Regions from separate parts of the Canis lupus genome. Here region 2 is linked to region 1. A link is a contact called in public Hi-C data. All regions are on one chromosome and are shown on one strand. The core of a region is the stretch at or near the end of the contact, and the rest is flanking DNA. Distances in the headings are between cores, read along the strand shown.

Region 1 (7,364 bases), core at 1,273-3,772:
ATCTACATTTGATTGTCTCATTACAATCATGAGTGTTTCTTGAATAAAATAGTATAAAGTGAGGGTTCCCTGGGGCTTAAAACTCTCCCAAACTTACCAATATTAGTGGCTCCAGCATCCACACTATTTTCTACCAACTCCTTCACAGCAGTACTTAGACTCAGTACCACTTGTCCAGAACAAATCTGATGGACTGACTTCCGATCGATAGGTTTGATGGCCTTAGCAAGTTCTGTACTAAAGACATCAGTTACAAGAAACAAAGCGAGTATACATTTATGTATTTTCATCCTGGTTTTAACTGCAGTAAATGATTCACTTCTGTTAAGAGCTAATGGGTCTGATGTATTCATTTATTATATTCATGAATCCACTGATTACACTCATAAATATAAATGCTGACCTACAACCCTTATACATCTGTAAAAATCTTCTGAATAGATACTTCAATGCAATGGATATTTAGAAATTTAATTATACTGGGATCTACATGGAGGAGACACATGTACTATTCAACCTATGGGTAAATAATCTTTGGCGACAATGGGATCTTCTTCTGAAAAGTGAAAGCAACACTTCTCACACGTTTTGAAAACCCAACAGTATGGTGGGAAATACAGTGTTTATGTGAAAATAAAAAGCCATCTTAGAAACTGGGTGGCTCAGTGGTTGAGCATCTGCCTTTCGCTCAGATCATGATCCCAGGATCCTGGGATGGAGTCTTGCAGCAGGCTCCCAGCAGGGAGCGTGCTGCTCTCTCTGTCTATGTCAGCCTCTCTCTCTCTGTGTCTTGTGAATAAATAAATAAAATCTTAAAAAAAAAAAAAAAAAGGAACTAAGTACCCATTATATAACCATTTCCACAGGAGCCTTTGAATCTCCCCTCCAAATCCAGGCTGCCAGCTGCTGCCTTAGTAAAAACACCCAAAATTCTTGATGTACCTACTTAAAGAGTTTTGCAACCAATTTGCTTCTACTTTCTCCCTGTTCCAATCCACCCTCCGCTACCACCAAAAAAAAGCTACTTAATTTACATAATTGCTTAATTTAATTAAACAAGCTTTAGGGGGGAAAAAATCTACTAGCATCCCACTGTTTGCTATCTGAAAATCTAGTCATGTGAAAAACTGGATCCCAGTCTACTTTTCTCTCATTCTCTGCAATCCTCTGTTCACCAATTCCCCTATGTTCTAGTCATAGCAAACTGTTTCCTGAATATCACAAGCTCTTTTAAACATTGCACGTTGGGGATCCCTGGGTGGCCCAGCGGTTTGGCGCCGCCTTCGGTCCAGGGCGTGATCCTGGAGACCCGGGATCGAGTCCCACGACGGGCTCCCGGTGCATGGAGCCTGCTTCTCCCTCTGCCTGTGCCTCTGCCTCTCTCTCTCTGTGTGACTATCATAGATACATAGATACATAGATAAATAAATTTAAACACTGCACGTTGTCTATACAGGTCTAAATCGTTCCCCTCTTCCTCCTCTGCCTGGCAAACTCCTGCTCATCCCAAGAACGTATTCCTTGCGTCCGTTAGTTTAGCAATTTCTTGTAAGGGTCTTAACTGATAATGTGGGTATAACAGAACCCAGGCGCCTCCCTGAGAGAGAAATCTTTGGGTCCTCTCCCACAACTTCTAACACATAGCAGACCCTCAGTAAGCCCTTGTAAAACAAGCAACATCTTTACTCTTTGTTCCACCTTGCAAAAAAATTTCACTCGGGTTTCTCTTAAATATGAAAACCCCAGATGACAACATAAAGTGGAAAGAAGTTTTTCTGACACTTTATTTGGGAACACACCCCAAGCTGCCAATTCACTTCGGATACTTATTTTGAGCACGGGGGATGAGACACTGAAACCCGGACAGTGACCTGGGGTTCAGGACCCTGAAACTCCCTCCGAATCGGGTTATTAGCCAGAAATGACACACTCAAGGAGATCCAAAAGTTCTGCTTTTCTAAAACCTGTGCTGCTATGCAAATTAGCATGTGCCTTGAAGCTTCCCCAAAATAACATCAATTTTGAAAGAGAAAGAAAGAAAGAAAGAAAGAGAGAAAGAAAGAAAGAAAGAAAGAAAAGAGTGAGAAACCAGGTAGAAGGGAAATGAATTCATTCTCTGGGGATGTCGCGCTGTCTGGAGAGCGGGCCGGATCCCCGCGACGACCTCGACCGCACAGTGTCCCCCCAAAGGGCCCCCGCGCGGGCTCGCCTAGCACCGCGGTCTCCCTCCCCTCCCTTCATGGAGTCTGGAACGCCGTGGGCCTCAGGAACGGCGACCGCGAAGGGACACCGCACGCACCGCTCACCTCGGCCCTTCGGCTCGCTCCATGGATCCAGAACCCGACCCGCCTCCTGGACTCGGGACAGTTCCCGCCGCCGCTCCCACGGAGGCTCCGCCTCCCTGCCTCCCATTGGTTGCTTCCGGGACTGTGCCCCGCCCCTTCCGGATGGGGCAGCCGACGCTTCCCACCCCTCCTTCTTGCCGATTGGTTGTGTAAAGAGTCGAGGCCGCGACGTCCAAAGCACGTGGGCCAATCAGACCGCACGGACTGCGCTTTCCTGAACGGCCGCAGCCGGAGCGGAAAGGAGGTGGTCGCGGTCTCTCGTGGTCTCGGGCGGTTTTTAAGCGTCCGTGCCCCCCACTTGCCACGTTCCGTCTTTTGGCTCCCACGATGCCAATGTACCAGGTAAAGCCCTATCATGGGGGCAGCGCATCACTCCGTGTAGAGCTTCCCACCTGCATGTACCGGCTCCCCAACGTGCACGGCAGGACAGGCAGCCCCGCGCCGGACGCAGGCCACGTGCAGGTAGGAGCGTGCGGCCCCGCCCCGCCCCCACTCGTCCTGAGTGTACATTTTTCCACCCCGTCTAGTGCGCAGGCGCTTAGTTTCATCCGCCCGCCTTCCTGCAGTGCGCAGGCGCTTACTCTCATCGGCCCGCCTTCTGCCCAGGGCGCAGGCGCCGTGGCCGGGTCGTCGGGGTTGAAGGACCGTGGGCCTGGGGTCAGACCTGGCCGCCTGCCCCCCCCCCCGCCCCCGCTTTCATGCTTCCGCCAGTTTCGCGTTCCAGTTGTGTCTATTAAAAGTTCTATTCCTCTTGTATCTATTTCGTTTTCCGCCTACGGCTCCTAAAGCTTTTTTGCTACCAGATTGTGGCCACAGAAATATGAGCAGCACGTAAATGCTCATTTTTAGGAATTCTAAAGCGATCCTCGCTGTCACCGCTGCTACTTAGGGTAACAGGACGTTGTCTGCACCCTGCTGTGTGGGGCTGCCTCCCCCTGACCTGGCTCCCGTGGCGTCGGCGGGGCGGGGCGGGGCGGTTGAGCTTCGCTGCTGTGCGCTGAGGGGCGGGTCTGCATCGGTGCTGCGGTGGGCAGGCGCACCTGTGCATGAGCAGGCCTGGGGTGTGCACCGGCGCTGGGGAGGGGAGGTGGACTGTCATCCTTTGGGCTAGGTAAACCGCTTTCCGGAGCGGCCTGTGTGCAGGTGTGTGTGCCTGGGCCGTGAGCACTGAATTCCTGGTTCTTGCACCCTCCCCAGAGCAGGTGGGTGGACCGTTGGAGCTTGATGTGGTTTTTAGCTCAGGTTTTTCAGACTTCTACATCAGCGGATCGCCTTGTCGTGTTGGCTGGCCATTTTGGCACACTCTCTTGTAAAGCGTCTGCCCAGGCCTTTCGGGTTTTTTGTTGGCAGCAGATACCCATCTTAGGTTTCCAGCAAGAGAAACCTTCTGTCCATTCGGGCTGAAGATGAGTGAACGGGTAACTTTTATAGTCCATTTTCCCATGGAGTGTTATCCTTCACTTTAAGTAGGCTCCAGGCCCCGTGTGGAGCTCAATTCAGGGCTTCAACTCACAACTCTGTAGATCATGACCTGAGCCAAGATCAAGAATCCAGGAGGCTTAACTGGCTGCGCCAACCATGCGCTCCTCCTTCACTTTCTCTTAATAGCCTTCTGCCTATATGGGAAGGCAAACGGTTGGGTTAGTTGGAAAACAAGGACACAATTGTCTCACCAGAGAGCTAAGATGGAAATAGCACCATGATCCAGTGTGGCTCAACTGGACAGTCCCACTGAACTGAAAAGAAAACCCAGACTCAGAGTTGGAAGTGTCACAGCTCATTTGAGATCAAGTCTTTTTTTTTTTTTTTTTTTTTTTTGGTGTGCTGCTAACTTCCTTGGACTTTCAGCTGTGAACTTCTAACTTATAAGACACCTAGATCCTCTTGATTAGCAGATCATAATAATATAGACCGATAATTAGAAATCAAGCATATTAAAGGCAAATAGGAGCAGCAGAAAGAATAAACTGCTTCTAAAATACATATAAAACAAATGGATAGACATGTGCCATGTCACAATCTCATCTCAACAGGAAAACAAGCCAACAAACAAGGTTAAAGGTACAGGTAAAGCAGATCTTGAGTATTTCCTCATTCCTCACATCCAGAGGAGTGATACCAGCCTGTGCTGGGCTTCCAGTCACAGGACACATTACGAATGTACTATTTGTTTCAGGCACTGTTTACTCTGTTGACCGGGACATGGAATCCAGTAGGTGCTTCTTTGCCCTGGTTTATCAGGGAGCTTCCTGCCACTTGTAGAATTGAGCAAGGTAATGCACACACACAATGCACAAATCAGGCTGGTTGGAAGTGATTGGAATGCTACTTGAGGACTATCATTGAGGAATGGAAGGATATTACACACTAGTAGCCCTATTCATCACACACCTTGCATTCACTTATTTCCATCAAAACATAATTGTTTAATTGGTGCACTCAAGTCTTTATACCTCTTTACCCACAGGTCAGTCATCTTACATATCTTTGCTGTTTGATCAAAAACAAGAGCCAGGCTAGCAGAGATGAGAAAATGCAGATGAGGCTCTTGGAGAAGATGGAGAAGTGTCCCAGATAGAGAGAAAAGAATAAACAAAAGCTGTGTGGCAGGTGGGGGCATGGTGTGTTTAGGGACCCAAAGGACAGCACAGGGGAGCCATATGTGAGAGGAGGTAGCCAGAGGACAGGTCATATGAGCTATTTCTTAAGCAGGTTCAGGGCTTTGATTTTTAGCTAAAGCCTTAGAAGTTAACACAGAGGTGGGGTAATGGAGTTGACATTTGTTATAATCTCTGGCTGCCATCTTAGGGATGAATTGGAGGGATGACCACAGTGGGAACAAGGTGGACACAGGCCAAGTGAAAGTGGTGTCTTGAACTTGGGCAGCGACAGCCGAGGCAAGCTTAGAAACCAGTGGATTCCAGAAAATGAACAGCATCTGGTGATGAATTCAATCTGTGAGAGGGCAGTGTTACCAGTGACTATGGGAGGAAAAAAAGTTCCCAAGAAAGTGAGGCTTACCAGCATACAAATACAATGTATCATGAGTGCATATTTATAGTCCTGGTCCTTGCCACATGGATTGTTTTGTCTGGTTATGAGCATTTTCTTCTTAACACATTCTTTGTGCTCAAAATGGATTATCCTTTATAAGAGCTTATGAATCTGGAAATGGGTTATACAGTGTGACTTTATTAAGAGGATTCTTATTGCTTTTTTCTTTTTAAAGATTTTATTTATTCATTCATGAAAGATACAGAGAGAGAGGCAGAGACACAGGCAGAGGGAGAAGCAGGTTCCATGCAGGGAGCCTGATGTGGGACTCAATCCTGGGTCTCCAGGATCAGGCCCTGAGCTGAAGGCGGCACTAAACTGCTGAGCCACCCGGGCTGCCCCATTGTTAATGCTTTTTAAAGTAAGTCTGTAGAGATTTGAGATTGCTTCCTCAGTAGATGTTATTGGTTACTTACTGTGTTGCAGTCACTATAACAGGCAAGAAAGATGCAAAGATTCATTGAACTAAGGACGTAAGCATTCCATACTTAGGAAGTTTTACGTTTCAGCAGTGAAAATGATCTGGATGATTCTAAGATAAGAGTGCCAGTATCCCCTTGAGAATGGGGCGGGGAAATGATCAACTGACTCCACGGACATACCTTTCATTTTCCTATTAGTATAAATTGCTGAGTTACATTCTCATTGCACTTCCCCATCTTTTTCTCTTTGTTAAATAAGCAAAGTAATGTGAACTGATTTGACATTAAAAATAAAGAACAATTATTTGAGTTCATTTTTTTTAAAATATTTTGTTTATTTATTCATGAGAGACACAGAGGCAGAGACACAGGCAGAGGGAGAAGACTCCCTGCAAGGAAGCATGATGTGGGACTCTGGGATCACGACCTGAGCTGAAGCCAGATGCTCAACTGCTGAGCCACCCAGGCATCCCTGTTTGTGTTCATTTTCCATCCTCTGTTCATAGATTACCTGAACTAGGAGTCCTACAATTTCGAAATGGCTTTTGATCATGTTTTTTGTTTTAAAGCATTTGTGGATCACTTTGCAGGACCTATTGGACTATGGGAAAAACGAGATGGTTCTGCTTCTTCATTTTAATGTCTTCTCACAGTTGGGGGGGAGGGGTTGATAAATTCATGGAACCCAGTAGAAGAAAAGTGATCAAATTGAAACACTGCTGTGATGTTAGAGGAAATTAACATTCTGGTGTTGGTTTGTTTAGGAAGAGTCTGACCCATCTCTCCAAGCTCTCGAGTCCCGCCAAGATGATATCTTAAAACGTCTGTACGAATTGAAAGCTGCAGTTGATGGCCTCTCCAAGATGATTCAGACACCAGATGCAGATGTGGATGTAACCAACATAATCCAGGCTGATGAGCCTGCTGCTTTCTCGACCGGCACATTGGATTTAAATTCGGTGCTCGGAAAGGTGAGTTCATCTGGAGAGCTAAAGAACATCAGCGTCCTAGGTGGTGGTTTGTGCTGGAAAATTGTGCTCATGTGATTCAAGCTTTGGTTTTCTAGTTTTCAAAGGCAATACAAAGGTCATGTTCTTTTTTCCTCCCCTAAATGATTGTGCCTTACCACAGAACAGATTCGTGAGCTATGAGTGAAGCCAGAGCAAGTTCTAAAGCCACTTGACTTGTCAGACCTGGTGGAGAAGAGCTAAGAGGAACTGTAGGCAGTGATAGGAGTTAAGTTACAGGTCCCTACCATTCCAGGCAGTGTGGGATGCAGGCGAGAGGTAGGATGTCACTCCAGCAATTTTCCAAGCCTAGAGAAACACACCTGTGTCAGCTTGGTGCTTCTCAGGTTCAGCAAGTCCATCCTGACTCTGAAAGTAGCCTGAAATTCAGAGCTTTGGTCACCCAGGCACAGTCTCATGAGGCAAATGTCTTTTGCTACATTGTTTGCAGTCTTAGAATTAAGTTGCATCTGCTACCTTTAAAGAGCTTCAGGAAATGTAGGTGACCGGCTGACATGCAAAAAAGAAGGTCTTAT
Region 2 (7,364 bases), core at 2,473-4,972, 270 kb after region 1:
ATTCCTTGTAATAAAATTTGTACTTAAACAACAGTTCCTGAGATTCTCAAACAACTACAAACAATTGTGAGATTTGGAAACCCTAAGCATATTAGAAATGGAGTCCTTTATTCCTTATTGCTTAGTACAAGCAAGCCTTCAGTACTCTCGAAATGAGAGGAAGCGCAAGATCATATAGATATTTTGATCATGCAAGGCCTCTCTGAAATCAGAAATGAAGTGCGACTGTACCAGCATTCAAAGATTCAAAGAAAGAACAGCCTGTGCAAATGCCCAGGGGCAAAAAGGGGCTTGGTGTGTGCAGACAGTAGTAAAGAAACTGAAAGAACAGTAAACAAGACGCAACTCAAGGAAGTTAGAGGTAGGCAAAAGCCAGATCTGCCGAATAAAAATGTGAATTGCATTCTATGTGCAATGAGGAGCAGTTTTACTCTCTTGTTTTATGGGAAATGACACCTATGTAAAAAAAACAAAAAACAAAAAACAAACAAAAAAACTACTGCCCAGTGCAAAATAGATGATCCAGGTGAGTGGTCATGGTAGTTTGGAGGAGAGGGTAGTCATACACAGTTAAGCGAACACGTGACAGAAGTGATTTCTTTAATGGTACAAAATGTGGTATCTTTTTTTTCAAAACGTGATAATTCTTAACAACATTACGTACTAGGTTACCTCTTATAGTTCTTGTAATTCAACATGTGACTGCAAAACATTAACGCAATTCTAAACACATCGTTCCAAAGTAGGAGCTGGGGGGAGGGAGGAGGTGCGGGGAGGGAGTGTATCAAATATAGCCTGCTAACATGTTGTTTTGGCCAAGTTTACTTTTTTAGAATTTGAGTTAATTTGTTATCTAAAAATCAGTATTTCCAATTTCTCTTCAAAATCACTGTATCTGGCAAACGACCATTGGCTAGTGGCAACTGGCTAGAGCACAGGCTTTCTGGTTTACCCCAACCCCCACATCCTGTACCCTTTACTCATTCATATCACCTGCTGGAAAGATATTTCCGTTTTCCACTCTTCCAGTCTGGTACCGTAACTTAGGTGTGCCACAGGCCCTTGTTCATGTAAAAACATCCCAATTCGGATCTTGACATAGGCAGATTCATCTCATCTTGCCTTAACACACAATATTGATCACTAATTGGTTTTAAGTAGCCTGCCATCACCAGTGATAGGCACTAAAATGTTAAGGTCCAGGCAGCGACAATTCCATTCTGATACAACCAAACCAGAGAGGACCAAAAAACGACAACACCTGCATGGTCTCAACATGCCTGATCCTACCAGTCAGACTTTCTCATTTTGCACACCAGGGAGCAACACAAGTACTGTCAGACTGCAAGCTCCAGAAGGTCAGGAACCTGTCCCTCCTCCATCAAAGCCTATGCCAGGCGCTCCAAAATGTGTAAATGTAATCCAAGAGGAGCTCAGCATCTGGCCATCTATGACACACTTGTAAAGGAAAATTCTCAATCTGACGACTTTTCATCCCACTAGAAAGGGGCATCTGTAATTCAAGGGATGCAGAAATGTCACTTACAGTGATCTCCAGGGTGCTGGGTGTGTGAGCGCCTACTATTCCACGCCTGAACAGTGTCGACGCTCTGAAACCTCTTGCGTCTCTACCTCGTCCACTTCATTTTCCCCTCTTCACCCTCACCCCACTTTCACTCCGACCAGAATAAATAAGACACCTCTATCAAAACACTGACCCGTTTTAAGTTTCCAAAATAATTATTTGAACATTTGTAAAGTTCGGGAACTAGCAAAGTCAACCAAAACCCAACCATTTATAACGGGGGGCGGGGCGCGCGCAAAATTTCCTCTTCACGGCCTTTCCAGCGGTGCCAGCATCCACCATCCCCGGGGACGCCCCCTCACCCCCACGCCCCAGCTGGAGGCCCTCGGCCCCGGGTCAAGCCGCTCCACCCCGCCCCCAGTCTCGTTTGCAGAACGGAGACAACAATAACCTCAGCGGGTTTTCCTCCCGTGGGGCTGCAGGAAACATGCTCGTCGCCTGGCATACACTGAGCGTCCAGCTGGGCAGCTCCTGTCAGCATCTTTGCCGTCCCGGGGCGGGGTGGGCCGGGCCGCGCTGGGCTGACAGGCGCTCCGGGAAGGTCACTCACCTGCAGGCGGACGTTGAGCATCATCGAAGCCACGATGTAAAGGTACGGGAAGTTGATGCGCAGCCGCCAGGCCAGGTCGAAGAAGATGAGCAGCGTGCGAGTCAGCCCCTTGCAGAAGACCCCATAGGAGCGGGCGGCGGCCGAGCGCGAAAGGCGGACAGCCAGGCCGGACAGAGCCGCCGCCATATAGACCGGCGCCCGCCGCCCGCCCGCCGCGCACCGACCGGCCGCGGACCCGGCCGCCCGGCGCTCAGAAGCCCGCCCCCGCCCCTCGGCGCCGCGTCGCCCCCGGGCCTCCGCCCCGGCCGCTGGGCCGCGCTCCGCGCGCTGAGGGAGCTAGGGAGGCGGCGGCTGCGAGGCCGGGGGCGGGCGGGCCGGCTTGTGGGGAGGAGAGTCGTCGCGTCACACTAGAGGATGCGCCTCCGCGAGCCGCCGCCTGGTCCCAGCCCGGCCGCGCGGCCTGACGTCACAATGCCCGCGCCGCGCCTGCGCACCTCTGCTCCGCCCCCAGCACCGCCTTCTGCCCCGCCCTCTGTCACCTTCCGCAGGTGAGGCGCGCATGCGTGGGTGAGGCGGGGCGGGATGCTCCCGCAGAGGGGCGGATACGTTGTCTCCGTCTGCCCCCTTATGGTAAGCCGGAAAATTAAAGGAGAAGGTGAACCGGGAATTAGATTGTGCAACGTCAATGTCCTTAATAACGGAAAACTGTACATTTAAAAATTGTGAAAATAGGCAGCTCTTCCTGCCCATGGGTCCTGTCCCTGTGCTTTAATAAAACCACCTTTTCGCACCAAGATAAATAAAACAATTGTTAGAGCAAGTTTTATGTATAGCTAATCAGAATTATAAAAAGCAAACAAAGGGAGGCTTCCTGGGGCGAAGGGGCAGATCATGCTCCCCAGGTAGATGGCTTCACGACCCCAGCCATTGCTGTTCAGGGCCCACTTATATAAAATCGAATCTTTAAAAATTATGATATTAATTAAGCCCGTAGAGTGAAAAGTCAAAATAGTGAAACTTTCAAAACTTCTAGTATTCTGTGTGTGTGTGTGTGTTTTGTTTTTTTTTTTTTTTTTTACAATGAGTTTTTACATTCCTACTTCAGCATATAGGTTTCTTCTATCAAATATTTGCATGGTAAGAAGGTAGACACCTTATTTATTCTCAGACCCGTATTTCACGTCTTCACTTCTGCCCACTAGTGAAAATACGGGAATTTGGTACTGGTGAGGGAAAAAGAGTTTCAATGACAAAATTAAAAGCAAATCTTAAATCCTTTAAGAAAGCAACAGTGTGGGATCCCTGGATGGCTCAGCGGTTTGGTACCTGCCTTCAGCCCAGGGCGTGCTCCTGGGGGCCCAGGATCGAGTCCTGCGTCGGACTCCCCTCATGGAGCTTGTCTCTTTGTGTGTCTCTTATGAATAAATATTTTTTTTTAAAAAGAAAGCAACATTGTGAAATAGATTTATTTATTTATTTATTTATTTATTTATTTATTTATTTATTTTGTGAAATAGATTTAAATGTAAAAATTCTGTGCCCTAAAATGGGTTTGCATTTTTAGAAGTTATTTAAGGGGCACCTCCATGACGAAGTCAGTTGGGTATCTGACTCTTGGTTTTCCTTTCAGTCCTAGTCTCGGGTGGTGATCTCCAGCTTGTGAAACCCAGTTCCCTGTGCTCTGCACTGAGCGCCGAGTCTGCTGGGGTTTTTTTCTCCCTCTCCCACTGCCCCTCTCTCTCTCTAAAATAAATAGATCTTTCTTTTTAAAGCAATTTAAGGGACGCCTGGAGCCTGGGTGGCTCAGTGGTTGAGCATCTGCCTCCTGGAGTCCCGGGATCAAGTCCCACATCAGGATCCTTGTATGGGGTCTGTCTCTCATGAATAAATAAATAAAATATTTTATTTTTTTTTTAATTTTTTATTTATTTATGATAGTCACAGAGAGAGAGAGAGGCAGAGACACAGGCAGAGGGAGAAGCAGGCTCCATGCACCGGGAGCCCGACGTGGGACTCGATCCCGGGTCTCCAGGATCGCGCCCTGGGCCAAAGGCAGGCGCCAAACCGCTGCGCCACCCAGGGATCCCTAAATAAAATATTTTAAAAAAATAAAAGTCATTTAAAAATTCTCTACCCTAAAATAAATTCACATTCAAAATCATTAAAAGAATTTTTTTTGGGGGGGGCAGCCCGGGTGGCTCAGTGGTTTAGCGCCGCCTTCAGCCTAGGGCCTGATCCTGGAGGCCCCAGGTTCCAATCCCACATCCAGCTCTCTGCTGGATTCATTTTTATAAATAAATAAAAAAAAATTTTAAAACCTACTGGTTAAGAAGAATTGCACTTTATTCAGGGGAGTGCTTGGCTGGCTCAGTTGGTGGAGCATGCGACTCTTGATTTCCGGGTTGAGTTCAAGCCCCACCTTGGATGGGGAGATTATTTAAAAATAAAAAATCTTGAAAAAAAGGGAAAAATTGCATTTTTTGATGCTCACAATACTATATTTACTATCCATTGTGTTTCAGGCCAAGACCATTTTATTTTTATTTTTTTTAGATTTTATTTATTTATTCATGATAGGCATAGAGAGAGAGAGAGAAAGAGGCAGAGACACAGTCAGAGAGAGAAGCAGGCTCCATGCAGGGAGCCTTACGTGGGACTCCATCCCGGGACTCCAGGATCACGCCCTGCGCCAAAGGCAGGCGCTGAACCACTGAGCCACTCAGTGATCCCAAGGCCAAGACCATTTTAAATAGATATTTCAGGGTTTTAGGTTCTGGATAGTTTTGTTGTTATTAAAATGATATTTTTCAAAGCATTTGCACAAATCTTTAGTTCCTCTTATTTTTGCAGCATATTTTGCCACATTTATTGCTGCCATTAAAAGCTCACTTCCCCTTTTTTTGTAAGCTATTTTTTCTCTCAGCACTCAGTGGATGCTATCTTTGAGGATGCAGAATACATGCTGCTGAATTATCATCTGCATTCAAGCTATCCTTCCCAAAAAAGCAAAATGAACACTTCTTTATACAGTATTTAGAAAAATAAAGATTTTGAAGGCTAGAGTCTTCAGTGGAAAATTTGCCAAAGACACAAAATCAATCTCACAATGTGTGAACAGGTTTGGAGATCAGCTGAATTTATTCTTAGACCTGTAAAAATTTTCACTGGTGGAGATTTGGCAGTCCTGTTTATTAGAAGTATGTTGAAAGACCAGATGGGCTGCAGGGATGTGAGATATGGAGATATATATATATATCCATATATATATATGGATATATATATATATATATATCCTCCCTGGTTACTCATTTCTTTTCTCTAAATGCCATTGAAGTAATGAGGCATATTTAACAAGCCATTCAGTTACCATAAACAATGGTAAACAACATCACCACACTGAGCAAGGTAAAAAGCCTTATGTAATTAGACACAATGGGAGGTTAAAGAGAACACGAAGGAATGTTAACAAGATTTGAAGTTTAATATATATCCAGGTTAACTAGTTCCAAGCTATAGAGTAGGCTGGTAAATTAGTCTAGCTTCCTGACTTAACATTTAACTCAGCCCCAATTTTCTGGCGTCTCTGGGAAGACATTCTGCTAATTTTAATTTGAGAACCAGGCAGAATTAATTATAAGTCAATGTGAAACGTATTTTCAGGACACCTGGGTGGCTCAGCTGTTTAGTGCCTGCCTTTGGCCCAGGGCATGATCCTGGAGTCCTAGGATCGAGTCCCATGTCAGGCTCCCTGCATGGAGCCTGCTTCTGTCTCTGCCTCTCTGTGTCTCTCGTGAATAAATAAAATCTTAAAAGAAAAAAAAGAAATGTATTTTCATAAAGGCATGTAAAGTTTATAAGAGAAGATAGGAGAAAAGATGCCAAGGCATATAAGAAAATAATTTTATTAAGCCTTGATCTAGAGGTACCAGGTGAGTTATCTACAATCTTCTTTCCTGCTGTTGGAGCAGTGACTCAGGTGAGAGAAATAGTTGTCTTTTTTCTTTCCAGCTTCAAATGATGAGAAAAGCACAGGGAAGCAGAGTTCCACATTCAGCAACTTCTTTTAGCCCCATGACCTGGTTCTGTAAAATGAGGATAAGGACACCCATCCTACAGGGTATTTGTGAGAAATAAATGAGAGCAAGTATGCACTGGCACTGTCCTAGGCAGATGGAGGGCACCCAGAAAGTGGTAGTTATTTTCATGCTTAGGGCCCTTGAGTCCTTAGAATACAAGTTTAGTGGCTCCATTAATAATCATAAATAGGGGCACCTGGCTTGTTCAGTTGGCAGCACATGCGACTCTTGACCTGGGTGTCATGAGTTCAAGCCCACGTTGGGGGTAGGGCTTCCTTAAAAAGAAAAAAAAGAAATTCCAATTTTGAGGCTCTCAATGTAATAAAAAATAAAGAAATAGAAAAATATAAGGTTACCAAAAATATATATAGTTCTCAAAAAAATCATTGTAATTAATAATACTTAACTATGGATCACAAGCAACCCCAAGAATGAGACACCTCAATGATGTGGCTGGAAGAAAGGATGGACCCAAATGATCCAAAATGTTGGTCAGAAATAATTTATATTCCTTTGCTCATTCCCATGGAAACTTGGAAGGGTGGGGCGGATTTAAACATGAGAGCTCAGTTGCCATTATAAGAAAATTCAAGTTTCCAGTTTCTCACTGAAGGGCCCTTTCCAGGCACTCCTATTATTTCAACAGATTAAGGTCAATATGAATCAATGACACAGTGCTAGTATGGAGTCATAAGTGAAAAAAAAAAAAATAAGGACAAAAGTATGCACAGATGTGTGTGTGCGTGCATACATACACATGTATGTATAAAAATATACACATAGGGACGCCTGGGTAGCTCAGCAGTTGAGCATCTGCCTTTGGCTCAGGTTGTGATCCCAGGGTCCTGGGATCGAGTCCCACATCAGGCTCCCTGCAGGGAGCCTGCTTCTCCCTCTGCCTATGTCTTTGCCTCTCTCTGTGTTTCTCATGAATAAATAAATAAAATCTTTAAAATATATAAAAATACATATATATCTGCATATTTACATGCATATACGTATTTGCATATATATGTGGCTGTATACATATTTATACATATATACATGTATGTGGGGGGCTGGAGGGGCCTTTTGTTTGTTATTTGAATAAAAGGATAAACCATACATTTGTTTTAAATTGCTTTTAAAAATCAGGGCACCGGGCACCTGGGTG

Evidence for each region. A called contact is a pair of places that touch in the nucleus more often than the background predicts.
Region 2: a contact with region 1 is called in a Hi-C map of blood, with 3 times the contacts expected there. The contact joins the promoter of LOC100683001 here to the promoter of AIMP2 in region 1. A contact is called at or near these places in 3 of 9 Hi-C or Micro-C datasets (blood and skin fibroblasts).

What each region holds. Positions count from the first base shown.
Region 1 is chr6:11,519,071-11,526,434 of UU_Cfam_GSD_1.0, forward strand. It overlaps AIMP2 (aminoacyl tRNA synthase complex-interacting multifunctional protein 2), which reads left to right and starts at 2,523. Exons shown (of 4, transcript XM_038539475.1): 1 at 2,523-2,807; 2 at 6,586-6,792. The coding sequence starts at 2,673. PMS2 (mismatch repair endonuclease PMS2) reads right to left here and starts at 2,759. Exons shown (of 15, transcript XM_038539467.1): 1 at 2,307-2,759; 2 at 98-232. The coding sequence starts at 2,412.
Region 2 is chr6:11,791,491-11,798,854 of UU_Cfam_GSD_1.0, forward strand. It overlaps LOC100683001 (small integral membrane protein 10-like protein 2A), which reads right to left and starts at 3,723. Exons shown (of 3, transcript XM_038541713.1): 1 at 3,718-3,723; 2 at 2,136-2,471. The coding sequence starts at 3,723. LOC119876354 (a long non-coding RNA gene) reads right to left here. Exons shown (of 2, transcript XR_005360613.1): 2 at 6,022-6,486.